2 separate regions of the Mus musculus genome follow, and region 1 is linked to region 2. The links are chromatin contacts, called in public Hi-C maps. All regions are on one chromosome and are shown on one strand. Each heading gives the region's core, a stretch centred on a gene start, on an enhancer-like site or on the middle of the called end of the contact. The rest is flanking DNA. Distances are from core to core; before and after follow the strand shown. Region 1 has its middle 190 kb from the start of Gria2. Region 2 has its middle 190 kb from the start of Gm36569.

Region 1 (4,201 bases), core at 791-3,290, 530 kb before region 2:
AGTTCGTGGGTGATCTTCCTTGTACCAGACAAAAAATGACACTTATTCCCTGTTCTCATTCTTATGCTTGCTCAGCTGGCAGGGACCTACTGCCTTAATGACTATTTCTGCCACACAGAATTCTTTCTTTGACTAAGCATATGTAAGAAAATACCTTTCATCTTCTTTTTCTGCTGCCCACAAAAGAGGGGTTGATTGGCTTGAATATTTCAGAGAAATAGCAAGACAGCAAGAATTGGAGAGCAGGAGAGGCATTCATTTTCAGGTAAAGGTAGACAGCAGCATATTTTCCCTCTCAGTGGGAATAAGATCTTCTGATGCATTCTATTATTGTCAAATACTCTTCACAAGCTCTACCAAATGTATTTATGAAAATATGTGATGTTATATGCAAAATTCACAAAACCTTAATGACACTTTTCATTTTTCTTTTAATTGATAAAAAATGACTGCAGGTACTTCGTATTTCCTAAGTAAATATATACATGTATCATACAACATATGATGTTCAAAACGCTGTGGTAGTGTGATCATTTTCTATAATTGCAGCTTCATATATTGAAGCTCTTGCAAAATTGTAGACACAACTAAAGGCACATAGGCATGCTATCTTGTCTAGCCATGAGAATCTAGCACCCATCAAATAATGAATTAGGCCTGGATCTCCTAAGGTCCTTATTCAAATTCTCAGGCATCAAGAAACTGTCCAAGAACTGGAGGTCTTCAATGATAACTTTTCTCCTTTGCATCTCTACTTCTCCTTTCTACGGATAAGAGGAGGAGATGCTGAAAATGTGATTCAGCCCTCTCTGAAGATTTCCTCTAGAACAAAAACACAATCATGGTGGTTACTGTGAAAGTAAACTCCTTTGGACTCATGAATTGTTAGACACACATTCCAGGGTAATTGAAGGAATGAAAGTATGTTGTGTGCGAGCAGTACCATTCATGAGACAGAGACCTGATGACCTGATCAAATAAAAGAGAGAAAGAGAAATCATTTGATTGCCAGCACTGCCTTCTCTGTTTCCAGATCTACCTAGTGTCTGCCACTCCTTAGACAGGAGCTGGTCTTGACCCCAGGACTTCCACAACATCTTCTGACCCATGAAGGACTGTTGGTCCAAGCAACTATGAGCAAAAGAAATACTTTTAATTACTTTTTATCAGGCATTTTATTCTAAAAATGGAAAGAGTAACTAAGCTAGTAATGAAGGGAATTATTGGTTATCTTTGAACAAAAGAAAGAATGATCAGTCTGTAGTGATGGTGTGTTATTACAGAACTGACCCAGATAGGAAGCTCAAGGCAGAGGCTTTTCTCTCACGTAACCAAGTGGTAACAAAGTCTTGAACTTTGAACACAGTACTATCAGTTAACAAGAGGCAATAGTTTGAGGCAAATCTAAGAAACAAGACCAAAACATTATATGGAGATATAGGAAGTGGGGGAGTATTCTGTAGGATAGGATGGGGGATGTTTAAACCTCATGTCGATAGCCGTAAATACTGTCTGCAGATTGCTTTAAATAACAAAACAACATAACCCCACTTTGCTGTCCAATAAAGGTTTAGATTCACAAGAATGTTTTAGTGACCCAAGGTAGACCATCATGTCTAGAATTATCACTACGAAACTGTGTGTTTTATAACTTCTTGAGAAAGACTGCATGGTGAATGTGATGATGAAGAAATGTGTACTTTTGTTGTAAATGTTGCCCTACAGAGTTTAGATTACGGCAATCCTGTTTAAATTTTCTCTTTTCTCATTCCCAACCATGTCAGCTTCCAGGTCTTGGTTATGGTTAACAAAAGTCTTAAACAGAATTTATTGACCTAATGAGTTGTCAGCTTGGTAACTGATTCCCTGACATTTTGTTAATGGGCTGCTTTATTGCATGAAGTTAACAAATGTCTCTTGTTAGTCAAAATACTTCATAGTTCAGCAACAATTGCTCATGGGAAGGAACGGAAGAGAGAGCTAATGTCAGACCACCCACTCGGTTTTCCTGTGTTCACTTTGTACCTTCCCTGTCCTCTCTGGCTTGCCTCAGTGCCTTTCCTTACTTGTGCCCTTGATAATAGTCAAACCCTTGTTCTTATTCTGTCGCCTACAGAGAAGCACATTCTTTTCAGTTTTAAATGATGTAGGAGCTCTTTCTTCTACTAGGAATCCATGGGGCTTATTATGAAAGGGTACATTGCGTGACAGTTTGAAAATAAAACTAATTAGCTCTAAAAATATAATCCTTTCAGTTCAGGCATTTTATATTTTCAATAATAACAACAGAAATACTCATTTTTACAGTGGAGAGTACATCATTGAAAATACAAAATATTAATAGTAGTAATGAAAATTATGACATAAATAAATGTCATGACCTTGAAGCCTGAAATAAACATTTCACTGGTTTCTATTTCCATATTTTAAGATTGAGTCATGCAAAAAGAATACATTAAAATCACATCTGTAGATTACAATAATATATGTTGAATTCTAAAAATGAATAATGATTTAAACATTGCAGAGAAGACTTAGATTTAATAAGAATCCAGCTCAAATCTCACTAGAGATAGTGAATAGCAGGCTAGCCAGAAATTCCATTCGCAAATGTCTGGACTCCTGCTAGGCATTTCCTGCACATTCAAAGCTCATCACAAACATCTCCAATTAGCACCAGAGGACATTGAAAAAGGTGAAAGAGTGTTAGTGTGCACTTGCATGCAGATGCTGCTACCAAAGAAAAGCTCATTGCAGCCAGCCTACAGAGACAGCAACCTTTTTTTATGGGAGAGATTTGCATATTAAGAAAGGAATTAGGATATTTACAAGACACTTTTCAGTATTCACAAACGAAAAAAGCTCCCCTTATTCTTAAAAACCTTTGCTTTTTTGTGGGTATAAATTCTTCATGCTATGTTCCAAAGGCCATAAAAGTTCTTTACTTTATTCAGGTTTATTAAGATATTGAATCTTAATGAGAAACTCATGTTAAAAGTACTTTCTTGTATCATTTCAAGAATTGGTGTTGAAAGAGCAAGTTATTTCTTGGCATATGCAAGTGCCATTAATTATCATTGCATGAGCTCATCATTATCATTAAAAATCATCTCCTATCCTCTACACAAGGTCATTTTGCTTAAGGACCATAAGAAGAGGAAAATGTAATGCCCACAAGCTACCATTACATTTCCCAAAACTTGGTTACTTACTTTTACAATTCTCTACTTGGATGCATACCAGCTTGAATTTTATTTAAACATTTTATATTTTTAAAGTTCAATGTTTGAGCCATTTTAACACTTGCTTCACTGTGGTAATTGATTAAATATGTATATATTTGTCATATTTTTATATTAGCATCCTTAGGCATGTAAAATATTGCTATTGGTGGGCACACTAAGTCTAAAATAACCAAATAGCAAATAGCAAACTAATAAATAAATCTATCATTTCTATGCTGCTCCCTATGTGGTTGTATTTAGTTCTGGAGGGAGGGTTGTTTTGTATTGTTCTTCATTGAAAAAGTTTCTGATTCTGAGTGCAGACATCTTGACACTCTAGTACTTTTGAGGTAATGATCAGAAAGAACCATTTTCCCACTTCAGACTCATTTCCAATACAGGTTGGAATAGATATCATATTATGAATTTCCAATAGTCTAAATTACAGAAACTTATTTTATTCATTGAATAGAGCTATTGGATTTACAAAGGTAGATCATGTTTTACAGTTCAGGTGAGATAATTTAATCCTGATAATTTTATTTGCTGTGAAAAACATGTGTGAAGGATCTGAAGCTATTTTATACAGGATGGTAGAACAGTCCAGGAAATGAATAGGTAAGAAGTTTGCTTTAAATTGGAACAAGGACATTTTGTTAATTTTAAGGAAAAGTAATAGAAATAGCATAACTCTCCCCCCCCCCAGAAGGAATGCCATCCCACCCAAGTTGGTAATACATCATAATAATGAAAGACCACATAGCCACTTTTTCTTCAACTCACATGTGCAGGATCTTTTGAAGCTCACTAGGATCAGATGCCCAAGGTGGGAAATAGGTGGGTTGTACATTCAGAAAAATCAGATGGGCTGAGAAATATAGGACTTTCTAAGGAAGCACTGGGATGGCTCTGTAGGTAAAAATAGTCTATGGGGGTGAGCCTAGCTGAGAATCCTACCAATAGAAGATATGGAGTCT
Region 2 (4,748 bases), core at 2,079-4,578:
GAAGAGCTCAAGTCATGATATCACACGTGAGTCAGTGTCTCAGATAGTCTGAAAGACCTGGCTGCAGCTCTGTGCCTGATTCATGGTTGGACTAAAAGAAATGCTCTCTCCCTTCCAGTATTTCTCAGTCAGTACATGCTAAAAAGCATTCCCTTTTTCTTCTATTAAAAGCTGTTTTGAAAGTGTCTCATTGAAAATGCCAAAGCATTTCTCAAAATTGGCAAATGTGAGAAATCTTGGAAAAATTTTAATTAGACTCAATGACAAATACAATTGCAAAATGCAAATTAAATTATGGGCCTGGGGGGGAGGGGGCTGAGGGTGTGAAAGTAAGGCAATGGCTCAATCAAATTTGATCGACGTTCTAATGAATATCCCTGGTGCCATCTTGCTGAAAGCATACACTCTGGGTCAGTAACTCTCCAAAAATGGTGCGCACCAGAGGGTTCCGGTGACCTCACAGAGGTTAGACTCCTTGCTTCTCTGCTAATTAGCTGTGTTAACATGGATAATTTAATTAATCTGTCTGTTACTCACGAGCTAGGAAGAAAATTATTATTTGTATTTCCTCTTTCCTGTTATGAAGTTTCTGCCCAGAACATTTTCCCATTTTTAATTGTTATGTAGGTTTAAGGGTTATTTGGGGAGTAGGGGTTTCTTTTACATGCTGAATATTAATTCTTGGTCAGATTAACACCAATGTGAATTATAGTATGACAATTATAGAGAATAATATAGAAGTTCTTTACAAATAAAACTCAATATAGGACTGCTATATGACCCAGCTATCTCACTTTGGAGCATCTCTTCAAAGGAAATGAAACCAGAGTAAGGAAAGGTGCATACATGTCATAACCTGGATGTAGAACCAGCCAGGTGAATGGATAGAGAATATGTTGTAGATATACAGTGGGGTATTATGTATCTGTACTCCATTGTCTGCATCTTCCTGTGGAACCAGAAAACATGTCAAGTGAAATAACAAGCATGTTTTATCCATAGAAATAATAACAGAAGTAATGATAGTAAAATTAATATCTTACTAGTAGCCTCTCAAATAAATTTAAACAATAACTCCTCAATTTTGGCTGTGTTAATTTATTGGGAATCTCTCACAAAACACAATCTTTGAATTTTTTTGTTGTTGTTTTATTTTGTTTTTTGTCTTTTGAGATAGAGTTTCACTAGGTAGCCCTGTCTGTCCTGGAACTCACTGTGTAGACACAGGCAGATCTTGAACTCACAGAGTTCCATATGCCCCTACCTTCTTAGCTGGGATGAAGAACCTTTACTACCATGCTGAGACAGTTGTATGAAGAAAGAAAGAAGACTGGTAAATCCTAATTGGCTCAGCTTTGGTTCTATGATGACTGTAGTCAACATTTGGCCATTTTAATCTAGGGGTAGTACACACAAGCTATGTGACAAATTTTTAAATTCATAAAATTTAGATTCACTTTTTAAAGAAATTGACATTTACAAATTATCCATGTTCTGTGCTTAAGTTGATTTTATCTGCATGTAAACGTGATGAAAGATATATTTCTCATTCTTTGTTTATTTACTTTTTTCATACCTAGTGTTAGTGTATTCCAAATTCTTTTGGGAGAAAAGTCTCCAGAGTAACTAACTACCCACCTGACACTTGGTTTAAATAGTTGTGTTTTACTGAACAGCTTTGACATTCTACCATTCTTCTTTTAGGGAATGGGTTATTTTATGAATTTAAAACAAACCTGGTAGCCTTGAAGAAGCGTCTTCCCCAGCTCTAAATTCCCTGGTCGCAGGAAAAGAGCATCGTTGTTCTTTCCCGACAAAGTCATGCTGCCACGCTTCTCAGCTAATGAGGAAATGATAGTGGAAGAGCTGTCTGTAGACAGGATAACTCGGGAACTGTTTTTCCTCTCAGACATTTCCTCTACTAAACAAGAGACAGCTGTTACATCACACTGAAGACTGGAAGTGAGGCCTGGAAATGATGGCTTATGTGTCTTTAAAAGTGGCCTGAGAGCAGTCTGAATGCTACGATAACCAAGACCTATGTTTACACACAGCAATGGCTTAGCTTTGCCCAAAAATTCAATCCCTGACTGAAACACATAAAGAACAGAGAAACTGTTTGCAGACAACTGAAACCGAGGCCTACATTTTACAAACATTGCGCTTCTGGGAATGTTTTCATATTGTTTACTTGCAAGGAAGAAAAACCTCAAAGCTAAATGTAGATATCACTGGAAAATAATAAAAAGCACTTCTGAAATTTTCATGAGTCAATAAAAAAACATAATTCCATTTAGAAAAAAATCAATTGACAGATATGTTTCAGAGGGTACAGCTACTATTTAAAGCAAGAGCCACCTATAGTCAAATTCCTTTCTAAAAGGACTTTCTCTCAGTCTTGAAACATTCACCAAAAACATTCCAGACACATTTTATCTCTGGTCCCCAACAGTGTCTTAATTTTTAAGTAATGATTGAATAAAACACACACGCAGTTTTTAGATACTGAAGATGGGAGCAAGCTATTTCCACTGAACAGTGGAGCCTTTTTAGCTCGTCTCTTGTTAAGCCCTAACAAGACGCCATCTTTACAATTCTCTCAAAAGCATGTTGTACTAAAAGCTGCATATCTTGATTCTAAATCTAAATTCAGAGACATCCGTTTCTGAATTTTTAAGATGCCATGCGACGTATATCAAAGCAGTCATTAAAATAGGTTATAACCTTAAAAAGAGGAGGGGGTCATTGTGACGTACTTCATCTTGTTTTATGTGGATTTAAATGAAATCACTTAAAAACAATGAGTTGCTATTGTCGACGCCCTCCCTGTAGAGGAAAATGTTAGGTCTTTAAATTACTTGTCTAGGGAAAAAAGAAAAAGGAAAAAAAACATTGTTTCAGTTGGCTGCGTCGGACGGAGACTTGGGAGAAAAAAAAAAATCCTCTGTAAAAACCAGAAGCAGAAGAAATAGACAGCAACGTCAAAATCTCAAACTGTAGCTGCAGCCAGCTATTTATACTTCCCAGACAGTTCTTGGAAAGATCTATTGTTAAGATTGAGCATTTCCGGGAAGAAGAGGGGGAAAATCCTTAGGTGAGCAACAAATGGTAGTCTTTCAGTCCCTGCCTTTCAGGTGCTGGGAAACATTCACTTTAAGTCTTGTCAGGGTACAGAAAAATGATCCTTCCTCTCTTCCTCTTGCTCTCGTGCTTGAATCTGAAAAGAAACTTGTCTTACACCCAACTGCACTCCCTTCGTTCCTAATTTCCTCCATGCCTTCCCTCTTCCCTTTCTCATTTTCAGCCCCAGGTTTCTTTTTAGAGGGGGAAGAACTTGCTAAAGATGGCGTTCTACCCAGTGCTGCCCTGCCCTCTAGTGGCGCAGAGCCTGTACTCCGTACTCTCTGTTTTTTTGTTTTTTTGTTTTTTTTTTCCCCTCTCACTAACCTCTCTGCCGTTCTTCAGCTTTTTAGCCTTCTTCTATTCCTTACACATCCCTTTAGCTTTTTCTCGTTTCTGTTATCCTCTCTCTCCTTCAGCATCCAACCTAAAGCTGTCTGTAAAAGAAGGACTTGCAAAATGTGTATACTTAAAATTCGAAATGATTCGAAAAGAAAAACTTGGTAACTAAATTCTCTCCTCAGATTTAATCGGCATGCTAAATCCACAAGCTAAATTGGACCAAGTCAGAGACTGATGTACTTGGTAAACCTTAGAGAATATTAGTCTCTCTCTAAGAAACTCCTATGCAAATTGACTATCTCCATAAAGTTGGAGCCACTTTGACTTAGCACCATGCAGGACTGGGATCTTACCTATTCAGGAGGCTGAGACAGGAGGGTCAAAAGTTCAAATACAACTGTGAGACAGAATGGAGGAGTGGGAGGGGGTGCGAGAGAGAGAGAGAGAGACAGAGGAGAGGAGAGACAGAGACAGAGACAGAGACAGAGACAGAGACAGAGACAGGCTGGACTTGGGACTCAGAGGCAGAGAACATACCTAGTATCCCCTTTCACCCCAGCACTAATAAGGGAATAAAACAGTTTCGATATGACTTCCAGCAACACCCAAAAGGCACGGCCAGTTGATTAGCAGCTGTCAAGTTTCTACTTAATCCCTTATTAGCAAATTTGATGGTGACTCCTTGTTCCCCTTTGGACACTGAAGGCCAAATTCCATAATGAAGAGAATATTAACAGACTGTCATGAGGCATGGTCATGTAACTTAATTACTGCTCTGAGTTTAAATATTATTTACCAAAACACCACACTGCTCTAAGTAAAGGACCACAAAACTAACATTTTGATAGTATTTGTGTCATTGGTACCTTATTAAAAGCACTGCCATTTCCAGCTCAGTGCGTCAATATGCTCTTAAAAGCAATATAGATCTCCACCTTCAGGCTTTTATTTTCAGCAGATAATAGAAAGAATGGGGGTGGGCAGCCATAAGCTATAAGAAGTTGTAAAGGTTACCTTCATTTCATAGTTGCACTGATCTAAACTCAGTGGACTTAACATTAAAAGGAGAACAAGGACCTTTTCACATTCAGAACTATGCTACCTGCTCCCAGAAACTTAGTCCCCCAGATATGTGAGCATTTCAGAAAGTTTCTTGCAACACAAGATAGACAGGAGTGATGGCACAGACCAGTGATCCTAGCTACTCAGGAGGCCAAGGCAGGCAGATCACAAGTTCAAGATCTGCTTCCTGCAGAGACAATTGAATTGAAGGCCAGCAATTTAGA

The links. Hi-C and Micro-C count contacts between places; a contact is called where the count stands out from the background.
Region 1: a Hi-C map of forebrain shows a contact between it and region 2, with 2.9 times the contacts expected there. The contact joins two enhancer-like sites. A contact is called at or near these places in 1 of 15 datasets of contacts at CTCF or cohesin (the NIH/3T3 cell line) and 1 of 484 Hi-C or Micro-C datasets (forebrain).

Annotation. Positions count from the first base shown.
Region 1 is chr3:80,606,495-80,610,695 of GRCm38.p6, reverse strand. No RefSeq gene overlaps it. Among named protein-coding and RNA genes, the nearest start is that of Gria2, 190 kb to the left of the region's middle. Within about 2 kb of position 2,040, at least 18 of the 459 cell types and tissues checked have an H3K27ac peak or open chromatin away from gene starts, as enhancers often do. A contact at or near this core is called in forebrain, where this site is marked.
Region 2 is chr3:80,078,586-80,083,333 of GRCm38.p6, reverse strand. No RefSeq gene overlaps it. Among named protein-coding and RNA genes, the nearest start is that of Gm36569, 190 kb to the right of the region's middle. Within about 2 kb of position 3,328, at least 48 of the 459 cell types and tissues checked have an H3K27ac peak or open chromatin away from gene starts, as enhancers often do. A contact at or near this core is called in forebrain, where this site is marked.